2 separate regions of the Mus musculus genome follow, and region 1 is linked to region 2. A link is a contact called in public promoter capture Hi-C data. All regions are on one chromosome and are shown on one strand. Each heading gives the region's core, a stretch centred on a gene start, on an enhancer-like site or on the middle of the called end of the contact. The rest is flanking DNA. Distances are from core to core; before and after follow the strand shown. Region 1 holds the start of Mogat1 (monoacylglycerol O-acyltransferase 1). Region 2 holds the start of Utp14b (UTP14B small subunit processome component).

Evidence for each region. Promoter capture Hi-C pulls out the DNA fragments that hold promoters and counts their contacts.
Region 1: a promoter capture Hi-C map of embryonic stem cells shows a contact between it and region 2. The contact joins the promoter of Mogat1 here to the promoter of Utp14b in region 2. A contact is called at or near these places in 16 of 39 promoter capture datasets (the 3T3-L1 cell line, 3T3-L1-derived adipocytes, the C10 cell line and 9 more), 2 of 15 datasets of contacts at CTCF or cohesin (CD8 T cells and the NIH/3T3 cell line), 3 of 484 Hi-C or Micro-C datasets (astrocytes, embryonic stem cells and myocytes), 15 of 115 datasets of contacts at active chromatin or transcription factors (the 230-238 cell line, bone marrow-derived dendritic cells, embryonic hindbrain and 9 more) and 4 of 9 other capture datasets (adipose tissue, embryonic stem cells, liver and 1 more).

The regions. Positions count from the first base shown.
Region 1 is chr1:78,509,432-78,513,154 of GRCm38.p6, forward strand. Mogat1 (monoacylglycerol O-acyltransferase 1) reads left to right here and starts at 1,629. Exons shown (of 7, transcript NM_026713.3): 1 at 1,629-1,657; 2 at 2,437-2,624. The coding sequence starts at 2,531.
Region 2 is chr1:78,655,657-78,659,777 of GRCm38.p6, forward strand. Utp14b (UTP14B small subunit processome component) reads left to right here and starts at 2,169. Exons shown (of 3, transcript NM_001001981.3): 1 at 2,169-2,447. It overlaps Acsl3 (acyl-CoA synthetase long-chain family member 3), which reads left to right and starts at 2,169. Exons shown (of 15, transcript NM_001033606.2): 1 at 2,169-2,447.

The DNA.
Region 1 (3,723 bases), core at 379-2,878, 150 kb before region 2:
TGAGATGATGATAGGTCAGTGAATTGACCCCCTGTTGGGTCAGAGAATGACTTCAACGGACTGTGATATGTGTTTGGGCGGGAGAACAGCTTGCTCTTCGTTCATGCCCAATATCCAGTAGCCATATAACAGTTCACAACTGTCTGTAACTCAAGTTCCAGGGATCCAATACCTCTTCTGGCCTCTGTGGGCACCCAGACATACATGTAGTACACAGACAGACAGACAGATCACCCATACACATAAAATCAAAATAGAAAAAAACCCTACACATATAAAAGTAAATAAGTCTTTTAAAACACGATGGTTCTTGCTGATCCTGATGTTGCCTGCCTGTAAGCCCCTTAGGGAGGTGGGTCACGAGATCAAGTTCATTAACATATGGAATGCAGCTCACCTGAGCAACAGGAGTCCCTCTCTCAAGCCAGTCCTCCACCTCCAACAAAAGATTCAATTGTTCTTTACTAGCTGCTTTCTGTGAGGTGACAAATGCATCATCAATAACATTCTAAGTGGTTAGGACCAAGGGTTTTAGGTGTTCTGCATATCCTACCATTTGTATCTTTCATCTGAATTTCATTTCATCTCTGTTCTGCCTAGCTTCCAGGAAAGGACAAGACAGAGTCTTCAGCACTTACCTACAATTACAGCTCTTCTCCTTCTCTCCTCTTCTCGCCTCTTTTCTCCTCTCCTCTCCTCTCCTCTCCTCTCCTCTCCTCTCCTCTCCTCTCCTCTCCTCTCCTCTCCTCTCCTCTCCTCTCCTTTCCTCTCCTCCTCCTCTCTCTCTCCCCTCCCCTCCTCCTCTCTCTCTCCCCTCCCCTCCTCCTCTCTCTCTCCCCTCCCCTCCCCTCCCTTCCCCTCCCCTCTCCTCTCCTCTCCTCCTCCCCTCTCTCTCTCCGCTCCCCTCCCCTCTCCGCTCCCCTCCCGTCCCCTCACCTCGCCTGGCCTCACCTGGCCTCGCCTGGCCTCTCCTCGCCTGGCCTCTCCTCTCCTCTCCTCTCCTCTCCTCTCCTCTCCTCTCCTCTCCTCTCCTCTCCTCTCCTCTCCTCTCCTCTCTCTCTCCTCTCTGTCTGTCTCTGTCTCTCTATCTGTGTGTGTGTGTGTGTGTGTGTGTAGGTTGTTTTAATTGTTGAGACAGGGTCTGGTAGCCCAGGCTGGCCTCTACTTTGAGTCCCAATTTCCCTAGCTCCAAATTGGCATGAATACTTCGAAGTGTTGCTATGGAGTCAGGGCATACCTGGCAAGAGACTGTCACAGTGTGTGACATAATATTCAATCACAGAATCTCCCACCTAGCATGGAGGGTGGCTCAGAAAGAACTCTAAGAAAGAAGAAAGTACCTCTTCGACCAGAAAAACAAAACTAAAACAAACAAACAAACAAAAACAGTTTTGCCAAGAAGTTACAAATGGTGCCCTTCCCCTTTTCTTAGGAAGACCTTTGCACACACATTTCCCTTTGCCTGTAGACCTCTTCAGTTAATTAAAGCAATCATTTAAAACTCAAGGGCTGGAAAGACAGCTCAACTGTTAAAATGCTTGCAAGCGTGAAAAATCTGAATCTGATGTCCAGAATTCAGGTAAAAAGTCAGGCTGGTGAGGTAATACCAGAGCACGCCCAGAGCTTTTGGGAGCTTTTGCCAGAGCAGCCTAATTGGGTGAGTCCCAAGCTCCGTTGACTCTATCTCAAAAACCAAAGTCGAGGGCTAAGATAGTATTGAGAAACATATCTGAGGTTCACTTCTGGTCTCTCCACATGCTGCTGTGCACACATTTAAGAAAACTATGCAGGTAAACGCTGAGAAAGAAACAGGCACAAGAAGTTGTCCCACCGGATTCTAACTCTTTCACTCTAGCGTTTATAATAGGGTCTTGTAATTGTATACTATTCAGTTGTATGGTTAGTTTGCTTAGATTTTTTCCTGCCCCCCCCCCAAAAAGGTCATTTTCTCACAAGATAATGGAGATTTGGTGGGCTTTCAGTATATATGGGTTAAGAGAATGAATGAAAGGAAATCATCCAGGATTTGTGTAGGAATTTTAGGACACAAAAGAAAACACAAAAAGAGAGACCCGTGCGTGCACTCGCATACGCACACACCTTGGGGGGGGGGGTAGTGTGGAGACCCACACTAATAAACGCAAGTCCCACACTTTCCTCCAGCTAGTGCTGGACCTCAAAGAACTAACCAAACTACCCACTCCCCAATTCTTGGCTTCAGAGGATGAGGTGGGTTTATGGGTGGATGCTGGAGCTGAGTGCTAGGCGGTCTATCAGATGAACAATGGTCAAATACGGGTGGAGGCCCAGGCCCTAGCGATTGGGCAGGCAGGCTGACCTCTCCCACGAGTGACCAGGGTTCTGCCTCAAGCTGTGATTAGTGATCCCCAGCACCCCGCCTCAACGCCGCGCACCCTCCCTCACCTCCTGCCCCAGGGCGAATTGGTTCCTTTCCGGCCAGCTGGAGCCTCGGCCTCCCAGTCGGTAGCAGTACCACAAATCCTGCGAAAGGAGTCCTCCGGGTAGAACCATGATGGTCGAGTTCGCGCCACTCAACACCCCGCTGGCACGGTGCCTACAGACCGCTGCGGTGCTGCAGTGGGTCCTGTCCTTCCTCCTGCTCGGTAAGAGCTCCGCCGTGCCAAACACTCACCAGACACAGTCCCTACCCTACTGCGCACAGCCTCTGGTTCCTGGGTCTGCCTGGTCAGACAGTGTTCACCTACTGTGGGACTCCCTGCTTTGGATTCCTCTCCCTCTCTCCCTCTCTCCCTCTCTCCCTCTCTCCCTCTCTCCCTCTCTCCCTCTCTCCCTCTCTCCCTCTCTCCCTCTCTCCCTCTCTCCCTCTCTCCCTCTCTCCCCCTCTTCCCCCTTTCCCCCTCCCCCTTTCTCTCTCCCTCTCTCCCCCTTTTCCCCCTTTCCCCCTCCCCCTTTCTCTCCCTCTCTCTCTCTCTCTCTCCCTCTCTCCCCCTCTTCCCCCTTTCCCCCTCCCCCTTTCTCTCTCTCTCTCTCTCTCTCTCTCTCTCCCTCTCTCCCCCTCTTCCCCCTCCCCCCCCTCTCTCTCATATTTCCTCTATGTAGCCCTGGCTGTCCCAGAAGAACTTGCTCTGTAGAACTCTTTATGCTGGCCTAGAACTCATAGATCTGCCTGCCTTTGCAAGGCAAGTGTTGGGATTAAAGACATGTGCAACTATGACTGGCCCGTACTATTTTGTTTCTAAAGCGAGGTTTGTCTTACTTACAATGGAAGACAATATACAGCTTTTCAATATACAGCTGGGTAAATTGGGGGCAACTATGGTCTCCCAAATGTAGTGATGGTCCCATCTAGAAAGTGGGTGCTATACAAAGTTTCATTTTAGTCTCTCAATGGCTGCCAATTCATTTCTGGATCCCTCAACTCATAATGAGTAAGTAATGCCCCTAGGTATTAAAACTTTGCCATCTTGACATCAGGACAAAGAGCTATTGTTAGTTTTCTATTTTCGGGTTGCCTTCGCTCCCGGGCTTTTCTGCCTAGACCCAACTACATGTTTGGGTTGGATTCGAGCGCCTTCTGTTTGGAAATAATTCACCCTGGGGTGTGTTCTGGAGTAAGGCTAAGCCCACGAAGTGACAGTATAGGATCCAGATAGCTGGACAGCACTTGGAGGAAGCTTGTCCTGAGTGTGTCATGCTCGTGGAGAAAGGTGGTGACACACAACGAGAAGAGAGGAATAACTA
Region 2 (4,121 bases), core at 919-3,418:
GCCCAGATGTGTTTTTGCTTTTTCTTTTTATTATATTTATTTTGTGCATGTGTACTTGTATCCCATGGTGAACTCAGGTCATCAAGCTTCGCACTAAGCACCTATAATCCTCTGAGTCACCTTGCCAGTCTCTCTCTCTCTCTCTCTCTCTCTCTCTCTCTCTCTCTCTCTCTCAACAAAACACCATCTTCTGCTTCTGGCAGGCCTAGACCTTACTAAATAGGCTAGGCATGCCTCAAATTTAGAGATCTATCTGCCTCTGCCTTCCAAGTACTAAGATTAAAGTTGTGAGTCATCACACCCTGTTGTTTCAAAACAACAACGACAATAAATAAACCTAGGTGAGGTTGGAAGATTGTCTGGAGTTTAAGGTTAGCCTGTGGGCTTAGTGTAAGCACGAGTTTCCAGGTGTAAACAAAGCCTAAAGAGGTGTATCACACCTGTAATCCTAGAATCACTGTGAATTCTAGGCCACCCTGATCTACATAGTAAAATCCAGGCCTGTCTGAGCTACATGAGATCTTGGCTCCCACTCTCCCACAAAGAACTAAACAACCATACAAAGAAGCCTAGTGAACAGAAGCACAATAATTTCTGTTTAACTAGTATTAAACAGCAGACAATATTCCAATTCAGTATTTGAATCTCAAGAGTATTTTCTGTTAAATGTAAATACATGCCCATAAAATATTGTTTAGCCTATAAAGAGATAACGAAGAAAGATGTCCCTGGAATTCTACACATGTGTTTTATGTTTGTTAACTGGGGAGGAAGGTTCACTATTAGTTTTGCTGTCTTGAAGTTGCTTAGTTTTTCTCAAGGTTTGCAGTTCTGAATGACCACTTCTGAGGTACACATCTTCATCCCTCTGTAGACTGGAAATTCTGCATTCCTTTTATTGGCAGGGTTTCCTTGGGAAATGTGAAATTCCTAGTAGGAGCAGGCTGCTTGAGTCAAACACTATCTGTTCTTTCAGGCAATTAGACTGGCTAGGGGCCCAAGGTGAGTGAGTGAGCTGGCTTTGTAGAGTGTATCATGGCTCCACCTAGCTCAAGTCCTGGCAGCCTCCTCGGAGTTTTTAAGATTGTCCTGGGAAGTGAGCCTCTTTCTGCCTTAGCTTGAGGCTAGCACAGCAACTCGACCTTTCACCTACTTAAAGAAAAGTTCACAGACCAACTAAATAATAGGTTAGGTTAAGAAAAAACAACTCTGCTACGAACAGTCTCTTTCTAATATTACACTCCAGTGGCTGATTTAGTCATTTGTGTTTTGCTGGGTGAATGTTTTGAGTGGGGGGAGGCAGTTGTAAAATAAATGCCTATATCCTGATGTAGTGTCCAAGAGGATCTATACAATGGCAAACTAAACAACACACACAGTCATAAAGATTCATAAAGCTTTTTTTTTTTTTTTTTTTCCGAGACAGGGTTTCTCTGTATATCCCTGGCTGTCCTGGAACTCACTTTGTAGACCAGGCTGGCCTCGAACTCAGAAATCCGCCTGCCTCTGCCTCCTGAGTGCTGGGATTAGAGGTGTGCGCCACCACGCCCGGCTGATAAAAGATTATTTTTGAGTAAAGTTTCATCCTTTGCAAACATGAAATGTGGGTATGCGAAGATTTACGAGTAAACGGGATACACGCTGCATTAAACGAAGCCCATGCAAGAGAAATAATACAGGGCATGCTTTGAGCTTTCCCCTTCACAAGCATTTTCAAACGTCATTTTTTTTTTTTTCTCTTTGCAAGATTTGCTAGAAATCCGTGTTCAAACTAGGATAACGAACCCAGTCCTGAGAAGAATGGGGAAAAAAAAAAACAAGCAGGTTATTTCTTCGTTTATATTGAGATTTATGCATCGCAGCAGTGAAGGCGGGTTTTGCAGTTCTCAGCGGGGGCACCCTGGACGCCTCAGGTCTTCCCGCCCTGCGCCCCCTGCCCAGCTCCCCTCTGCAGCTGCTGTAGCTGCGGGTCCGTCCCGCCGCTCCCCTCCCCAAGGGCTCAATCCCCGCCCTGCGAGGGCCCCAGTCGGGTCCAGCCGTCGGCGGCTCCGCAGAATGACCCATAGTAACCTCGCCCCGCCCCTGCCGCCAGCACCGCGCTCCCCAGGCCGGCATTTGATAGGCCGAGCCCCGCACGCGCCACCGCCCGCGGGCCAATGGGCGGCGGTCTCTTTGCATATGCAACGAGCGCCAGCCCGGGGTGCGCGTCCAGGACTGCGGCTCAACAGACGCTGCTCAGCCGGCGCCCGGGAAACGTCGCTGCGGTTGTGGCCGCGGTCGCGGGCTCGGACGAGGAGGCGGCGGCAGAGCGGGAGGCTGAGCCGGCAGCAGGCGGTCGTCCCCGTCTCGCAGGGCGGCCCCAGCAGCTGCGTCAGGGTCCTGAGGAGGTGGCGCTGGGCAGGAGCCGCTCTGAGGAGCAGCCAGGCCTGCGTGGGTCGGAGCCCGCGGTGAGTGCGCGCAGCGCCCGTTGTGAGGCGATGAGGGTCGCGGGATGGCGGCCAGGCCTCCCTCCTCCCACTCGGCGAGCGTGCATGCCGCTCGCCGGTGCCTGAGGGGACTCCTGGGCCGCGGGGTGCTGGGCCGTGGCGAGGGTCGGGGAAACGGGGGTTGGTGGAGGGTGAGTGGCGAGTAGGGCGTCCTCGCGGATTCGGGGAAACCGCCGGCGTGGAGCTGCGGGCGCGGGAGGAAGGATGCACCGCGGCCTCCTCCGCGGGCGCGGGCACGTGGGTGGGGTCGTCCCGCTCCACGCGGCCGCGCGGCGTCCGTGGGAGGTACCAGCGCCCAGAGGGTCCCTGAAAACTGCGGGTGTGGGACAGGAAATGCGGGTGCGGGCGGTGGGAATGGCGTGGGGAACCTCTGGTGTCTCCTCCTAAGTGCGTTTTAGTCTCGGACGAGTCAGTCATGAGATGCATACATAGGCAGCCCCGGGGGTCACTTGTGATCCCCGTGATGGGATTTCACAGATGAAGATCCAACTGTATGGTCCGTTCTGGTTCTAGAACAGGTATTCCGATCACTTGTACATAGAGCCCCTCAACTTAGAAAGGGCAGGACAGTTTTTGGGAATCCAGTGGAAACTAGAGAGGGGGGATTGATAACTGCCTAGAATGACAGAGCTGGCATTTACTGAGCTTTTTTTAAAGGCCACACACCAAGAACTTTGTGCATGGCTATGTTTACATTGTTAGTCCACCGGGACGGTCGCACATTCTCAGTTTTACAGCGAGAGAGCCTGCACTGTGGACACGTTAACTTAGCCCAGATCTGAGCTACTAGGAGAAGCTTGAGCCCCAGGAGGGCCTGTCTGAATCTAGAACAAATCTCTGATGGCTTTAGTAGCAACAGCCCTCTGTTGGTGTTTGAATGGTTTCCGTGGCTTTGGGTTTCTAGGTTCTTTTGGGTCTTAGGGGTTCTGCAGAGCTGTAGTTTGGTGTTTTTGTTTTTCCTGTTTGTTTTAGGCTGTTTTGTATGCGCACTTTGGCTCTGAGTGTTGTTGAAGGGTGCTGCTGAGTTGCCCCTAGAAGTGCATGCAAAGCTTATTACAGAGAGGGAAGTGTTGGGACTTGAGAGTGCGTTTTCTGGTGTCTCCCTGAGCACCCCTCACATGTAGAGTTGAAGGCTGATTGTATTTTCTAACTTAGGCTCTGATTCTTCTGTCATAAAGTGCCTTGACTCCAGTGTGGCCACAGGAGAGGGTCACCTGGTATCTTTGGAGTCCAGTTACTGGATTTGTAGGACATTTGGGCCGAGTGACTGGTACCCTGTGAGTCCCAAGATGTCCTCCTTGGAGAAAGCAAAGAAAGAAGGACACACTGAAGGACACTGTGTGTGGGAATAACACTAGCGCCTTCCTGATTCAGTTAATTGTTCACGGAGAGCCTTCTCATTGAGTCATGTCAGGCATCTTAGCAGGTGCTGGGAGATATAACAGGGATAGGTTGATCTGTCCCTGTGCCCTCAGGCTGGGATTAGACTACATGCCAAGGATTTTGTAGATAAATGGGTGATTGCAACCTATGTTACATGCAATAAAGGTGAAGTATTGGATGATTGAAGATTCTAACAAGCATTATGATTTACATGGAAATCCAGGGAGCTGCTTTTTAAGAACGGATTATGTG